2 separate regions of the Oryzias latipes genome follow, and region 2 is linked to region 1. Evidence: chromatin contacts called from public Hi-C data. All regions are on one chromosome and are shown on one strand. The core of a region is the stretch at or near the end of the contact, and the rest is flanking DNA. Distances in the headings are between cores, read along the strand shown. Region 1 overlaps arhgap12 (rho GTPase-activating protein 12). Region 2 overlaps kif5b (kinesin-1 heavy chain).

The links. A called contact is a pair of places that touch in the nucleus more often than the background predicts.
Region 2: a Hi-C map of gastrula embryo shows a contact between it and region 1, with 1.9 times the contacts expected there. The contact joins two enhancer-like sites. A contact is called at or near these places in 5 of 5 Hi-C or Micro-C datasets (embryo, fibroblasts and gastrula embryo).

Annotation. Positions count from the first base shown.
Region 1 is chr20:7,276,198-7,280,330 of ASM223467v1, reverse strand. It overlaps arhgap12 (rho GTPase-activating protein 12), which reads left to right. Exons shown (of 18, transcript XM_023950082.1): 3 at 1,503-1,775; 4 at 3,254-3,394; 5 at 3,462-3,542. Among protein-coding and RNA genes, the nearest start is that of arhgap12, 42 kb to the left of the region's middle. Within about 2 kb of position 1,805, at least 4 of the 8 cell types and tissues checked have an H3K27ac peak or open chromatin away from gene starts, as enhancers often do. A contact at or near this core is called in gastrula embryo, where this site is marked.
Region 2 is chr20:7,323,947-7,328,079 of ASM223467v1, reverse strand. kif5b (kinesin-1 heavy chain) reads left to right here. Exons shown (of 26, transcript XM_004080880.4): 18 at 254-309; 19 at 384-493; 20 at 574-675; 21 at 754-814; 22 at 1,688-1,759; 23 at 2,199-2,300; 24 at 3,965-4,133. Among protein-coding and RNA genes, the nearest start is that of arhgap12, 6.2 kb to the right of the region's middle. Within about 2 kb of position 2,014, at least 2 of the 8 cell types and tissues checked have an H3K27ac peak or open chromatin away from gene starts, as enhancers often do. A contact at or near this core is called in gastrula embryo, where this site is marked.

The DNA.
Region 1 (4,133 bases), core at 556-3,055:
TGGTGATTGCCGAGGTGTGGTTCATTTTGACCACGTGTTTACGAAGTACGTTGTGTATGCCCACTACCACTGCCAGTACTTCAGCTATTATTTTTATGCGGCGTAGTTGTGCTGTTAATAATATTCAGATTTCAGACCCATGTGTGAAAACAGCATGTGCAATGTGACATGAAAGGCTCGTGACCTGTGTGGTATGCATGCCAACGGGGGCCCGTTGTCCCCGTGAATCCCTCTGTGGCGTCTGGAGTGATTGTTGAATGGCTTCTTGAAAACATCTGGGTTAACATCTGTCAGAGCGGTGGTGCAGCAGGCGGGCTTCCCCTCTTGAGCTGTTTGGAATCTCAATGGTTGTTCAATTATCCACATTTAGACTTAATTTTCACTTTCGTTGACTAAAATTGGAACATGCTGTCTGCATTCCTAAATGCAGCAAGTTTGTGTTTTCTCTGCGGTTTGGCACGCTGTTCATTCCTCCCCCCCCCCCTGCAGTGCGCTGAGCTGAAAGCGAGAGGCTTAGACTGAACCTGACTCCAAACAATGCAGTGTTACTGAAACCTGCTCCGGCATGCGTGCAGGATATCCAAGAACCCTGTTATTTTATGACTGGCAGGAAGTCCCATCTGTGTCCTGAAAACGGTTCAAATCCTGCAACAGACTGGAATCCAGCTTTGGTGCGCGAGTGTCAGAGCTGGCGTGCAGGACGGTAAACACTGAGATGCAGCCTTGGCAGCAGAATTTTTTGCCCTTTGTACCAAGTTTCTAAATGCCCCTTTAGAGATAGCATACCATCATCACCGCTGCTTTATTCTCTTTTTTTTGAGGGAATGTGTTGAAAAACACCCTCTGAAGTTCTAACAGCTGCAGCCATTTTCACAGAAAAACTTTTGTTTTTAACTTCCTCTTGTCCCCGCTGTGAAATATTTTCCTCCATATTTCACAATTTTTCTTAACAGACATTTTGTCACTGAGCTTTAGCAACATTTGAGCATAACGAACGGGAAATGGCTCTAAATAAAAGAATGTGGTAAATGAGTTGAGATCTTAAAATACGAATGACCTCCCTACAGGTCTAAAAAGAGTTTCACAAAACCTCAATTTCCGTTATGGTCCTTTCTTTATCCAGGACGGACCTTTTGTGCGTACGTTGCGTGAAGAGTAGAGGTTTTATTGTGGCGTATTGGGTTCTAACTTTTACTCAACCACGAGTCTGACCTGCTGCTCTTCATGCCTCGTTTTCATCCTGACGTTTAGAAATCTGATTATAGTTTAGACTGCTTGGTTGTGGGTTTTTTAAACAGTTTACAACTCTGGTTGACATTTCATAATCCAGATCATCCGATTGTTTGTCGACAGCAGATCCTGGAAGGTTTAGTGTCTGCTGCTGGGTCAGGAATACATATTTTTAGAAGCCGTGTGTAAAAATGAAAGGCAACAATTGCTTTTAAGGAAGACTGAGGCATCAGTTTCCCATGTGACCATCCGGTTCTTCTCTTGTCTTGCAGACAACGTCACCCACAGGTCAGATCCGGTCTGACTCTCCGGTCTACACCAACCTTCAGGAGCTGAAGATCTCTCAGTCCAGCCCTCCTCCCATCCCTTCCAGCTCCCCGATCCACATTCTGGGTGACTGGGAGACCCACAAAGACCACAGCGGGAGGCACTTCTACTACAACCGGGCCAACGGCGAGAGAACCTGGAAGCCGCCGCGGACCAGAGACGCCAGTGGCAGCATCAGCAGCAACAAAGGAGACAGCCAGGGAACAGTGGAGAACGAGGTATGGATCCTGAGCACAGCGTAGAGATCAGTAGAGTACAAAGTAAGCCTGTGGGTGCTGAGTCATCCCGCTCAGGGATGTGTACTGATGACAGACAGGTTGGAGCTGCTGCTCCGAAACATTGTGGAAGTGGAGCGTGATGGTCCGTGTCGGAGCAAGCGGCTGCGGTGAGGGTGCGGTGGACCTCAGAGGAGTTAACGTGCTGTTGTGGTTCCTGACTGCCGGGAAGCTCCACTGCCTTTGATGTGGAATGGCAGCTTCCTGTCAGCCTGTCTGCACACTCTAACACATCCAACGCTGCACTCTTGTGGCGCAGCCGTGTTACTGCACCAATGTTGGAGGCAAATCTATGGGAATTAGTCACACTCGAATTCTGCCTAATTTATGTAAAATAAATAAATTTACTGTTTTTCACTTTTTCTAGTCAAAATGTTTCAAGGTGGAAATTATAAATAATGGAAATACTTATTTATACTATTTGTTAATTACAGCATAGAAATTTAATAATCTCTAATCTAAACTTTTTTATTCTTTTAGACAAAACACTAAGAATATAACATTTTGGGGGAAAATAAGTCAAACTTTTCAGATGATGATGTTATAATAGAGTTGGTTAAATTTTGCAAAGACAAACATCATTTCTCTGTGTAAATCATCATTTTTGAAACCAAAGCTAAAAGGGAATTTTGCATCAATGGGGATTTCCTAGAGATCAAAGTTGTTCTTCATTACAGTTACACAGAAATTTAAACATAAAACCATATTTTTTGGTGTTTTTTGCCACAGCTTTCAAAACCTTTTTTTCTAATTTTTACTTGAATGAAGCAGAATTCTGATTTTTTTTTTTAAGCTGAGTTTTAGAGAAATCATCTGTTTCATTCCCCCAAAATTCTGCTCACAATTAAGAATCATGATGTTGGATCAAGCCTGGACCACGTGAGCCAAACATTATCCTGTCTTATTTTGTCTCTAAATAGTTAGTTTGTTCTGTTTTTTTTTTTTTTTGCTGGGGAACGCCTTTTAAGAAAACAGACTTTTATAACTGATTATTCAATGACAAAGTCAGTCATTTACTGTTCTTTTTGAAGAAGTTATTCTTTTTATGTTTTGTTTCTGCTTTTACTTTAGTTGAATTAGTTTTACTCTTAAAAATACAACACCTTGCTGTTTTCTAGCATGTCTGACTGCAGTGGACAATAGGAATAAAAAATGTATTGTTTGTTGAAACATTTTCCTTATAAAACACCTTGCAGTAAAAAAAAGAGAAAGCTTTTTTTAAACAATTTTGTTTTTTACAAAAAGGATTGTTAATAGGTTAAGTTTGAAAGTCAAAATCTACTGTTACAATTTAAATAAACATATAAGTTGAAAATTGAGAAGTTATTGGTGATTGCGTGTGAGATGAAGTCAGGCTTTTTTCTGTAGAGCTAACATGCAGTTTCCTCTTTGAGCCCTTAAGCTGGTCTGGTTCTCCACAGCTGCTGTCCTCTGAAGAAAACTACCACAGCACCCACTCCAGTCAGTCAGACAGCCAGTACGGATCGCCCCCTAGAGGCTGGTCGGAGGAGCTGGACGAACACGGCCACACGCTCTACGTGTCCGAGTACACGCAGGAGAAGGTGGAGCCTCCTGCCGTGCATGTTTGTTTGTTTTCTCTGTGAAGCTGATGGGTGTTTGTGCTCTCAGTGGATAAAGCATGTGGATGAACAGGGACGGCCGTATTACTACAGCGCCGATGGATCCAGGTCAGAGTGGGAGCTGCCAAAGGTGAGATTACCTGGCAAACCTCAGCGGTCCCTGCTGTTGCATCACATTCAGACTCAAGCTGTGTGCTTCCTGGGAAAATGGAAAACCCTCTGGTGTTACATGATCACCAGGCTGGACGCGGTTCACCAGCAGCTTTCACAGTTGTTTAGAGCACTCGTCTGCCTGTCGTACTCGTTTCTTTGAGAGTCGATTTAGATTGTAGAACGAGTTCTGCACGAAACCCATAAAACTAAATGAGACGACAGTCCCAGAGGATTTTGACACCTTTGAAACTTAAGCAAAACTCTTTACATGATGGCCGACCTAAAGAAGGGTCTTGCATCTTTTACCAGCCCTCACTAGCATCCCCGGATACTTTTTAAGGTGGAATGTTTGGTTGTTACATTCCTTTTGACGGGATCTTCAGGAGCAAATGTGACTGAAGCTGGCGCTCTGTAATTGCCCCCCCCCCCACCTGTTGATCTGGCTGTAAGGCTCCTTTACTGAGGGTGTGAGCAGCCAAATCTGCGGTCGGACTATTAGTAGCTCTCCTAATCTCGACGCTTTAGAGCAGATCAGATCAGAGCGGTCCCCTTTCATGATGGAGGAGCA
Region 2 (4,133 bases), core at 765-3,264, 48 kb before region 1:
CAACGGGGCCATCCAGCTCACGTGAACTGCAGATTGGGTGTGTTTTATTCTAGGGGGCGATAATTGGTTGATTATTTAAAGAGAACAAAAAGGTGCATGTCCACATGAACTGGACAGTTTGTGCAGGGCAAGCATTGTAAAGTTTTGATCTTCACGCCATGTTTATAGTCGGTATGAAGAATCTTATGGACATACATTATGTAACTGAGAAATCATGAAATCCATACCAGCATAAACACTTCTCTGCCTGCAGAGAAAGTTAATGCCATGGAGAAGGAGAATGAGATCCAGTCTGCTCACGAAGTGAAGGTACTGTGGCCTTCAGTCAGTAAGTCCGCTTCTGGTTCTGTATCTGTAGACATGGAGCTGTGTCATGTCTTTAGGAAGCTGTGGAGAAGCAGATCCAGTCGCACAGAGATGCCTACCAGAAGCAGATCAGCAGCCTGAGAGACGAGCTGGACAGCAAGGAAAAGCTCGTCATGGAGCTGCAGGAGTAAGACCGCTGCTCCTCATGCTTCTGTTATGCTGAGGAGTGAGGAACGTCTACTGAGTCTGTCTCTGATTTCTGAGCAGCTTGAACCAGCAGATCGTCCTGGAGCAGGAGAGGCTGAAAGTGGAGCATGAGAAGCTGAAGGCCGCTGACCAGGAGAAGAGCCGCCAGCTGCAGGAGCTCACGTAACTAATTGCATTATTCCGACTAAATACGGCAAGGGCTGCATGTGATTGAAGTAATGTCTGGTTTGTGTGCTGCAGGGTTCTGCAGGACCGGCGTGAGCAGGCCAGGCAGGACCTGAGGGGACTGGAAGAGACTGTGGTCAGTTTTTTTCTCTAAATATTTAACCTGCCAGCAACTTTTTTTCTGAAAAACGTCTCTGAAAAAAAATTGTGACATAAATATTCTATCTACTGTACATTTTTCAAACAACATTAATGAAAAATTACAAACATTTTTCAAATCCTTACAATATCTAACAACACCTGGCCAATTCAATATGAAGCAGAACAGCAAAACCTTAACTCAGATGTGACATCTTTTAAGCAGCACAGCAGGCACGCTTATGGATTTCACCTGTAAGAAGAGAGCAAACCCAGTTCAACCCGGAAGAACACAGTCTATAAATGTCCAACAGCAGTGCTTTCGTATTTAGTTGAAACATATCCAATCAAAATTAGGTCAATTCAGGGGATTTGGGGGAGCGACTTCTGCTTAGTCATCATTAAAAAAGCACCAAAAAAGAACACCCCTGAAGTTTGATCTTCAGATCCTGTTTACTGTGCGTTGATGAACATTCTACATTATCCAGAAGACGATATGGACTTCATAATCTACTAATGCATATAGTCATTCTTTTTAGTACATAAAGGTGCTTAAATTCTGCCAAAATATGCAAACCAACAGATAAAAGGCCAACTGGTTTGTCAAAACCGAAAGAAATTTTTCTTGCAGCTCCTCACTTAATGTCTTGATGCATTTTAGGCTTTAAAGTAGTTTTAGAAATTTAATTAATAAAAATTACCCAGTTAATCTTGTTTGAATAACAATATATATTTGTATACCGGTATATATATTGTTATTCAAAAATTCAACTTCTTCCATCATTTTGATCTGATATGTTCATCTTTAAAGCTTCTTGAAGGAAACTCTAAGCTCCATGTTTTAGAGACTTTTGTGGCGGTTTCCCTGCAGGCTCGGGAGCTGCAGACCCTCCACAACCTGCGGAGACTTTTTGTGAAGGATTTATCCAGAAGAGTCAGAAAGGTAAAAGTCCTGATTTTGTTTTATGTCTGATCCGCGCTCACATCAGCTCTTTGTCCTCTGAATTTGCCTGAGGAGAGTGGAATATTTGTGCAGACTGTTGTCCTCCCCGTGCTGGGCACACGCCATTGAATTTGCACCTTGTTGAAATTTTAATGAAGGTGGGGAACACAGCAGGCAGAGTCTGCAGTAAGTAGGCCACAGGATTCTTCAAAGGTAGCTGTAAACGAAGAACCCGAGGCCTCAGCGAGTCCCCTGTCTGCAGCCTCAGGCTCCAACAGATAAACAAAGACGCTCTCTGCTGTCCTCGGCTCACTCGTCAACCTACTACTGGGATTTTTGGAGACAAGCAGGAGTCTTTGTTCTGAAAAGCTGAATGAGAAGGAATCATGTATGTGCTCACTGTGAACAAATGCAGCTGTTTTCTGTTTGTTTTAAACAGAACACTCAGGACTCTGAGGACTCAGAGGACAGTTCTGCTCAGAAACAAAAGATCTCCTTCCTAGAGAGCAACCTGGAGCAGCTGACCAAAGTTCACAAACAGGTAACCACACACCTTCATGACTTCTTTGATTTGACCTTTTTACCACTTCTAAACTCTAAAAATGACCAAACAATAAACAGTTTTGATGTGAAACAACACTAAGACAAATTATTCAGCTATGATGTCATCAGTTTGGGAGAAAAAGCTTTGAGAGCAGCTGTGGCAGAGCGGTCGATCTCAGATCAGAAGATCGCAGGTTCAGTTTCTGCCCAGCCTGCTGCCCATGTGATGAAGTCAGGCAAAACACTGAACTCACATTGTTTTTGGTGGTTACAGGATGGTGCCAGTGTTAGGCAGCAGAGTGTGTGAATGTGTATTTGGGTGAATGGGACTGTAAAGCGGTTTGGCCTTCAAGGATGGGAGTAAATTGCTGTACAAGTAAACATCTAAACCATGTAGCCTTTTATAAAAAGTATTTGCTCTCTTGAACCCAACAAGTTTTTTTCCCCCATCTTTTCAAGCAACAACTGCAGTAAAGCTTTTCCAGTAAATGATGAACAGGGAATCTTGTTCCGCTCAAATAGGATAGAATAGAATAGAATAGAATAGAATAGAATAGAATAGAATAGAATAGAATAGAATAGAATAGAAAAGATATTGTCATCCGAGGATGAACATTCTTTCACTCACAAACATAAAACGATCAAATAAAATAGTGATGTCTTTTGACAAAACTTCTAAGAAGTCATGAAAAAGCAAAAGTAATTTTAATAAAATGTCACAACAAACAGAGCACAGAAAAGTAAGAATACAGGAGGAAAAGAAAACAAAAAAAACGGAAGTAATTTTTAGGAGATTTGTCTGTGTTTTCGTTTCTTGGTTTTTGAGGTCTTGGGGGCATCGATGGTGTTTTGGACAAAAGTTTTTTTTTTAAAGCACCTACAATCAATAGAATTCTGAATGTCCTTCAGCTATTAAATCTTCGTTTTTAATAATTTGAAATTCAAACCTATAAGATAATTTTCATTATAACCTGTTGAAGACCATGAAGCAGCATTCAAAACCTTTTCTTTTGAAGCATTCAGATACAAACTTGTGGGTGTGTTTGGATCATACTTTGGCTTACCCAGGTAAGTTTTCTTGAGCTTCAGGCCGTGAAGTTTTATGGACTTTGTTGTAGACCTTCTCTATCAGAAGGTCTGAACGATCAAGCTTAGGGTGCGAAACTGAATTTGTCCTCAGCTTAAACCCTTGTGCTATCCTAGGCACTTTACCATTGGGAGTTGGGTCATCTAGACCCACTAGACAGTGCGCTGAAACTTTTTTCTTCAATGATTTGTGATCTTCACTGGTGTCCATGGATTACATGAAATCTTTCCACCTTTATCCACCTTTGTCATGGTAGGGAGAACACGTCAATGTAAGGGTGGGGTCATCTAAGATAGCACAAGAGTTAAATACATTTCATTCATTAACATTTAAAGTAGAAGGCATTTCTCTGAGAGCCTTATTCAACTCAGTTTTTAACCAGAACTAAGAAAAAAACCTGTTGAAGAAGAAGTGAAACATCTTCTAAAGTAGAATCAAGGCCGGATAACTAGTAGTAGCCACTACTTTGATGGAATTTACCTGGAGGAATGAGGATCTACACATACTTTATTCATCATAGTAACTCTCAGTGCTGTCATCTTTGTCTGTGATTCCTGCTTCACTCGCGCCTGCAGCTGGTGCGGGACAATGCTGACCTTCGCTCTGAGATCCCAAAAGTGGAGAAGCGTCTGCGCGCCATGGTGGAGCGGGTCAAAGCCCTGGAGGCGGCCCTGAAAGAAGCCAAAGAGAGTGCGGCTCGTGAGCGCAAGCTCTACCAGCAGGAGATGGAGCGCATCAAGGATG